Linked DNA regions of Bos taurus: region 1 is linked to region 2. A link is a contact called in public Hi-C data. All regions are on one chromosome and are shown on one strand. Each heading gives the region's core, a stretch centred on a gene start, on an enhancer-like site or on the middle of the called end of the contact. The rest is flanking DNA. Distances are from core to core; before and after follow the strand shown. Region 1 has its middle 58 kb from the start of DYRK1A. Region 2 holds the start of VPS26C (VPS26 endosomal protein sorting factor C).

Region 1 (3,836 bases), core at 1,186-3,685, 63 kb before region 2:
TCTGTTTGCTTCAGTTGAAAGCAAAACATACTTTTTGTGTATGTAGCAGTGGTATTACTTTATCATATTGTATTTGCATGTCTGTTTCTAAACTATAAGTGCTTTTAGGACAAGGATCCTACATTTTCATCTTTGTATCACTAGTCCTATATCTGGTGTATCGTAAATACTATTTGGGGGTTTTTTTTGTAAATATTGTTTTGTATTTTTATTTTATTTAAAGATTTTTTGATGTGGACCATTTTGAGCTCTTAGCTCCCAATCAGGGATTGAATCTGCATGCCCTCCTTTGGAAGGCAAAGTCTTAACCACTGGACCACCAGGGAAGACCCTGTTTTGTATTTTTAAATAAGTGATGATCTTCTGAAATTTTCTTCCTATTTTCTTCCTATTTTCCTCCACCCTATACGAGGTTTTGGCAATCGTAAAACTTTAGGGGAAACTGTCTAATGATTTGTATAGAAGAGGGAAACGGTCTCTTCCGGTCTTAAAATGGATAGAATTTCTCTAGTGCCAGGGGAAAGATTGTTGCAGTCGGCAAAGTTGGAAGAAGAAAATTCCACTGAAGAGATACAGTAATGTTAGTGATTACCATGGATCTAGTTTTATTTTATCAATGTTTCTCAGACCAGTGTTCCTACAGGGTCCACAGCTCACCTCAAGTACCTCCAGTATGAAAAACTATAAATTAGGTCATGTTCATCAGACAAAATTTTTAGCTTCTATATTCCAAATGCAAAAATAACAGCCTTCCACCTGCTTGTGCTGTTAGCAGCTTAAGGGCACGGTCAAGCACTAAAAATATTCGTGACGGGCAACAAACATGCCTATCCTTTCCCTCATCTGAAAGCACCTTCAGAGTTTTAAAAGCAAAAACTATTTATTATGTTTCCTTTTTAAATCTATAACACAAAGTATGTAAAGAATAAGACAGAAGGAGCCACTAATCCCATTATAATGACTGTTAATTTTAAAAATAAAAACAATCCAAGAGACTTCCCTGCTGGTGCAGTCACTAAGATTCCACACTCCCAATGCAGGGGGCCCAGGTTCGATTCCTGGTCAGCGAACTTAGTCCTGCATGCCGCAGCTAAAAGACCCATATGCTGCAACAAAGATGGAAGGTCTGGCGTGCCACAACTAAGACCCAGTGTAGCCAAATAAATACAAACTTTTAAATGAATAAATAAAAACAATTCAAGCATATGGTTTGAAAATTCAAACTGAACAGAAAAGAATGAAATAAAGACTAAAAGCCCCTCCCAGCTTCTGGGCTTGTTCCTCCTTCACCCTCTTTCTCGGGCCTATAGAGGACAGTTTCTCAAATTCAGGTTCCTATCGCTGTCAAAAGCCTAAAGGACTCTCACTGCTTTGGGGATAACATTCCTCGCCCTCAGTCTGTCACCCAGTCCTTTCATGAGCTGATCCCTCAGGCCTCCTTGGCACAAGCTTTCCCAAGAGAGGCCCCCAGAACAGCGTTCTCCCCCCAGAAGCTCTCCTCCTGACATCAAAGCATTTCTCTTCTTGCACTTCCCTTGTAGGTTTCCTTTTCCATCTGCCAAGAGGAAAGGAAGTCCTTTAAGGGCAGAGACCTAGCTCACTTGTCTTTTTTTTTTTTTTTGACCCCCCAGTGCTTAGCATATACTGGGAGCCAAGTCAATGCTTTTGGAAGAATGGAGTCACCATGGAATTGCGAAACAGCAAAAGCTGGTTCAGGCAGGCAAGCAGCTGGAACCAGGAAATGGTTAAAGGCAGGAGGAATCCACTTCACTCTGGGCTGGTCGCCATCTGCTTCCGGCCTTCCTGTCCCTCCCACGGTGGACGGTGGACGCAGGCTTCCTGCAGACTGGGAGGGGGTCTGAGCGGGAGAGTCAGAAACCCAGCAGTGAAGGGGCTCCCTGAGCCCCATATGAGGGCGTTCAGAAAAGTGGGTCAGTATCGAGGGACTTCTGACTCGCTTTGTGAGAAAGACCAGGTAGGCGGGGCCCCTGGGAGTGCAGCGGGGAGTTTGCTCCCCAGAAGATGTGGCTGGGCCTCTCCTGGAACCAAAAGGGAACCGACAGTTCGTTCCAGGTCACCCAGCCCGAGAGGCTTAAGAGGAAGGCAAGATTTCACGGTGGGCGCTAGACACAGGAGTACGTTCCTGGGCTATGTGCTTTCCAGCTAGGCAAGTAGAGCGGAGGCTCCAAGGTCAGCATTCCAGGGGTCTGAGCCGACAGGGTCGCAGGTGTATATGAGACAGAGGCCTAACTTGGCAGGTACGTTCATTCTGACTGCCAGGGATGGGGGCCTGTCCCGAGCAGAAGGCCCGGGAGACCTCGCGGAATCAACCCTAGGATGTGAGAGCCGCCCTTGCCTGCCCGTCACACCCGATGGTGAAGTCGCTGCCGTGGAGTCGAAAGGATGCCCAGGACACCTTCCCTGTTAGCTGCACCGTGACATTCTGTTCGCATTAGTCACTGGGGACATTTTCATTTTCTTGCAGAGGAGCACGGTACAGGCAAAGTCCTGTGAGCTTGGATTTTCAAGAAGGGACTGGTGACCTTAATACAGTAACAATAGCAACAGGGAAAGAGAGTGATTGCAGAGACAGTGAACGGGGGCATTCCCACTGCCTCCCAGAGGCAGGACTTGGGTGGTTTACTTAACCTCTCTGAACTTGTTCTTTTGTTTTCTTTATTTATTTTGGCCACACCGTGCATGTGGGATCTTAGTTCCCCGACCAGGGATTGAACTTGTGCCCCCTGCAGTGGAAGCCCAGAGTCCTAACCTAACTGGACCTCCAGGGAATTCCGTGTTCTCTCATTTTAAAAGGAGGATTCTTTCTAATACTTTGTGAACTATAAATCATTATGTAAATATTGGCCCTGATATAAATAATAATAAATAAGAAGAGATTTTCCTGCAAATGTTTGTTTTTGAAGCTCTTTCTAAGATGTCCCTTTCAAAAAATAATAAATTACTTCTGTGTTTTCAAAACTCTCAGGTCCTCCTGCTGTAAACGTAAGTGATTTTTAGCCTATGTTAAAACGTATTTATGAGCTGGAAACATACTACCTCCTGAAACGTTGCTGTTGTTCGGTCGCTCAGTTGTGTCTGACTCTTTGCAACTCCATGGACTACATCAAGTCATCATGCCAGGCTTCCCTGTCCTTCACCATCTCCCGGAGCTTGCTCAAACTCATGTCCACTGAGTCAGTGATGCCATCCAGCCATCTCATCCTCTGTCGTCCCCTTCTCCTCCTGCCTTCAACTTCCCTGAACTGTACACACCATGAATTGATTGCCCCACACTTTCCACCCACTCTTTCTAAATTGTACCTTTTGGGACTACACAGACCAAGTTCCCTCAAAGTACCAACCTTCAAATAGTGGAGGAAAGCTATGATTTTCCCACTTGAATCTCGTCTTTCTCAGGCTAAATGTCTCCTTCTCTTTCCACACTTGCCCCGGTCAACCCACCACTCTCTGAGTGATTCCCCTCAAGGTCATCCGTAAGTTGAACTGTTGGAAACACCTGACTATCCAGCAGTGGAGGCTCAACTAAAACACGTCACAAATCACGTCAAAATAGGATGCAGAATAAAAGAAGAGATAAAGCGGTAGATTCAGTATGATTTAAGTGTTGTAATTAAAACTTTATATTGTTATATGTTAAAATAAAGTTTTGTAATATTTGTCACAGGGCGGAACAATGGTAGGTGATATTTCTCTTGTTTGTACCTTTTTTCAAATTTTCTAGAATGAATTACTGGTAATTAGGAGAAAAAAAAAAAACAGACCCTACGTCCCTATAGTTTTTAACCTAACGGCCCAGGTTCTAAATCTTGGGAATA
Region 2 (3,716 bases), core at 1,015-3,514:
TTTCCATGAAAGAAGTTTCAACAAGGGCCAGTTATCCAGAGAAGCAGGGATCCACTAAGAAAGAATTCTAGCAATGTAAAGTTAGACATTTGCCTCAACAGAGAAGCCAGACCTTGAAAAGATGCTAAGAGTCTGAGAGCCAGAACCATGACTTGTACCTTTATACCCTCAGAATCTAGGGTTCCACTCAAGCCGGGAGATTGACACTTTGACAGGGTCTGATGTTCAGTAACTGAAATCGACCAGAAGGTCATGGTGTCACCTAAGGAGTGCTTAAGGGATAGAAGAGATTCAAAAGAGCAGTGACTGGAGGAAAAAAAAAAAAAGACTGTTCTTTTCGGAAGCCATCACACTGAGAGGAGTTTAACAAACTGATTATACTGATAATTGCTGGAACTAGAGCACTTTTTGGCACCCCACTCCACTACTCTTGCCTGGAAAATCCCATGGTCGGAGGAAGGAGTCGGTCATGACTGACCGACTTCACTTTCCCTTTTCACTTTCATGCATTGGAGAAGGAAATGGCAACCCACTCCAGTATTCTTGCCTGGAGAATCCCAGGGATGGGGGAGCCTGGTGGGCTGCCGTCTATGGGGTCTCACAGAGTCGGACACGACTGAAGCGACTTGGCAGCAGCAGCAGCAGCAGTATTCGGTGAAGATCGTGTTCAACCGACACAGATGAGTGAAATACAGTACACTTGTCCTCTATGAACCAGAAATGTTGAGTTGCGATAAAGCAGGTTTGCTGAAGCAAACAAGTCTAGAATGTGTATCCCTTTGATTTCCTGTACTGTCTACTGGGATTAACGTTTTACCATTTGGAAATGATGGTGAGACTAGCAGAGAAGGACCCACTTCTTGAATTGCAAATAGACTAGACAGTGATTAGTAAGTCCCTAATCAATTGTTTTTAGAATTGCTGAGTTTGAGCTGCAAGGGAAGTTACCCTAGACCGCAACGGAAGCCGTTGGGGGCAGAGAGGAGCTGAAAACTGAGATCTGAACATTGGGAAATACCTGTTATCAACCTTCAAAAGCAACTGTAGCTATAGCACCATCAAGGTTGTCCTAGAAAACACCTTACATTCTCATGAGAAGTACTCGTGAGAGTGAGTCAGGAAACCGTTTTAAAGAAAAACTCACATAATCCTAAAAGTAACGCACTTTAAGAAAAAAAGAAAATCGGAATCTCAGAGTCTTAAAAATCAAAAAGCACTTCCTCGCTGTATTAAGTCAGGGACCATAACAATTAAAAATATGCCTCTCTTATTGGAAAGTCCCCTGTTTAAAACCTTGACAAGGAATTTTATTTCAATAAAAGTAGTCGGCTGCTCCGCCTGGAAGCAGTCCTTCCGGAAAGCCATACGTTTCTTGTGTCCAGGTGAGTGGGCTCTTGCTGAGAATAAAAAGACTAGGTAGGACCCTCTCAGTTTCGAGGTTATACATTTCCACGCACCGCCGAGACGCGAGGCCTACGATCCGCGCCTCTTCACACTCTGCGCATGAATATGAATATTCAACGCCTCGTCCCAGGGCGCGCGTCGGTGAGAGTACCCACAAGCCCCCGCGGCCCGGCGGGGCGGGGCCAGGCCGCCCGCGCTCCCTCAAGACCTTGGTGCCCGCCGGCGGGGGGTGTCGGGGAAGCCCGCCCATCAGCGCTTTGCAGGTCGGGAGCGCGGGGCTGTGGAAAGGGCAAGGAAGACCGCCTCGCCGAGGACGGACACAAAGCCTATGTCCTCAGCGCCGCTGGAAGAAAGCGGGAGGGTGGGAGGACTAGAGGCAACTAGAGGAAGGGATTAGAAGAGAAGGCAGTCTCCATTATCACCTCCTTGAAGGCAACGCAATACCGTAGCGCCGCTTCGCGCCGCACAGCCTGATGGGAGCCTCAGCCTGCGGGCACAGGCTGCGCCCTCGGCGCGTCCCGGCCCCGCCCCCCCGCGGGGCACGCCGGGAGAGCCGAGTTTACTCCCTCCGCCTGGTCAACGGGCGAGAAGAGGCATTTCCGGCGTCAAGACTGGTCTTTACGGAAGGGGTGGGGTTTCCTCGTTCCCGCCCCTCACGCCCGGGGGAGGCCGGGCCAAGAGTGACAGTCCTCGACCCACGCTAAGGCCCGCCCCTGCGCCGGAAAGAAGAAGGGTGGGGGGAGGGGGAGAGTCGCACTGGCCGCGGGGGCAGGGTCACGTGACGCAGCTGCGGGCGGGGAGAAGGGGCGGGGCCCCGGGCGGAGAGGCGGGGCGAGCCCTCCCCGCCTTTCGATCACGCGCGGCAGGAAGTGGTGCGCGAAGCGGAGTATTCACGATGGGGACCACCCTGGACATTAAGATTAAAAGAGCGAACAAGGTTTATCACGCTGGGGTAAGTGGGGGGGTGGGGTGGGCCTTCAGGTTCTGTGGTCTCCCCGGGTCTGGCACACTTCGGAGTTTCCCTGGGCGGGTGCGTCCGGGTCAGGTGGGAGCAGACAGGTGCATCCTCCGCCAGGTGCGGCCCCCTCCAGGTGCATCTCGCTTGCGCGGCTGGCTGCTCTGCAGCGGCGTCCGCTGGGGTTGCCGCCGCGGTGGGGGGGCGTGCAGGGCCCCTGGGCTGCAGCGCGCAACCGTCTGGCCCCTTGGACATCCAGCCCGGCCGGGGTCTTGAGCTGTGAATTCGCACTGCGGTCCGAGGAGCTCAACCATCAGACTATCCTTTTCTCGCTTGTAAGAGGAATGCAAAGGTCTAGGGCCAGAAAGGCAGCTGTAACCTTGGAAGCAGAAATACACTCTGTAGGCCGAACAAAAGTTACTCGTTTTTCTGGTTTTGGGGACGGAAGGAATTGCATTTTAAAATGCAAATTAAAAAAAAATCTTAACGGTGCCATGAACAAGTTTTGTGCCATAGCCTCTTAATCTCCTCGGGCGCCAGTTTCCTTATTTGCCAAAGGAGAATGCAAGGTTTTTCTCCCTCTAACTCGGGCAGTCTCAACCCTTACTGTAACTAAATCAGAATCCATCGCTCTGGAATATACGCTGACCGGGGTTTCATACCTAGAGCCCCCTGTGATTCTGGCCGCTGTGCAGCCGGGTTGAAATCGCAGCCAACTCTCTTGAGTATGTGTAATAAAATTGAGAGGAATGGTTGGTCACGTGAATGCAGCGAGGGCTCAAAAGGGATGCTTAAAGCCTTTGGGGGCAAGACCATTGAGGAAACTTCATGTTTACACAGATGCAAGATAATTTAGTCATCTCCAGATTATTAATTACAGAGGGAAGAAGCTACGTTTATAGTGCAGGAATCTGATAGTCCCTGTCCTAACCAAGACCTGCGGTGAACCACCTTACCGCCACAGTTGACGCGTTCTGGCACAATAATAGAGGATTCTGGTAGGGAGGACTGAAGACACGACCCAGCTGTGTGGTGTTCTGCCGAAAATGCCTAACTGCACTTAGTTCACAGGGAAATAGGCATGTTCACAATTGAGAAACATTCTGTCCATTTATTGGCCTGGATTCTTCAAATGTGTCAGTGTCATTAAAAGGACAGGACATTTTTTTTAAGATTCAAGAGATGACAGGGATATAACAACCAAATGTGATACCTAATTTTTGATAAATTTGAATATGGGGTATATGTTAAATAAGAGCTTTAAATTCCCCCAGTCTAATGTTCATATTTCGGTTATGTGGGCAACTGCTCTACCTGCTGAAGTATTTAGGAGTGAAGTGTAATAATAACTAAATTT

The links. Hi-C and Micro-C count contacts between places; a contact is called where the count stands out from the background.
Region 1: a Hi-C map of an unstated tissue shows a contact between it and region 2, with 2.9 times the contacts expected there. The contact joins the enhancer-like site here to the promoter of VPS26C in region 2. A contact is called at or near these places in 2 of 11 Hi-C or Micro-C datasets (skeletal muscle and an unstated tissue).

The regions. Positions count from the first base shown.
Region 1 is chr1:149,557,745-149,561,580 of ARS-UCD2.0, reverse strand. No RefSeq gene overlaps it. Among named protein-coding and RNA genes, the nearest start is that of DYRK1A, 58 kb to the left of the region's middle. Within about 2 kb of position 2,435, at least 49 of the 102 cell types and tissues checked have an H3K27ac peak or open chromatin away from gene starts, as enhancers often do. A contact at or near this core is called in skeletal muscle, where this site is marked.
Region 2 is chr1:149,494,440-149,498,155 of ARS-UCD2.0, reverse strand. VPS26C (VPS26 endosomal protein sorting factor C) reads left to right here and starts at 2,264. Exons shown (of 8, transcript NM_001040510.2): 1 at 2,264-2,356. The coding sequence starts at 2,300.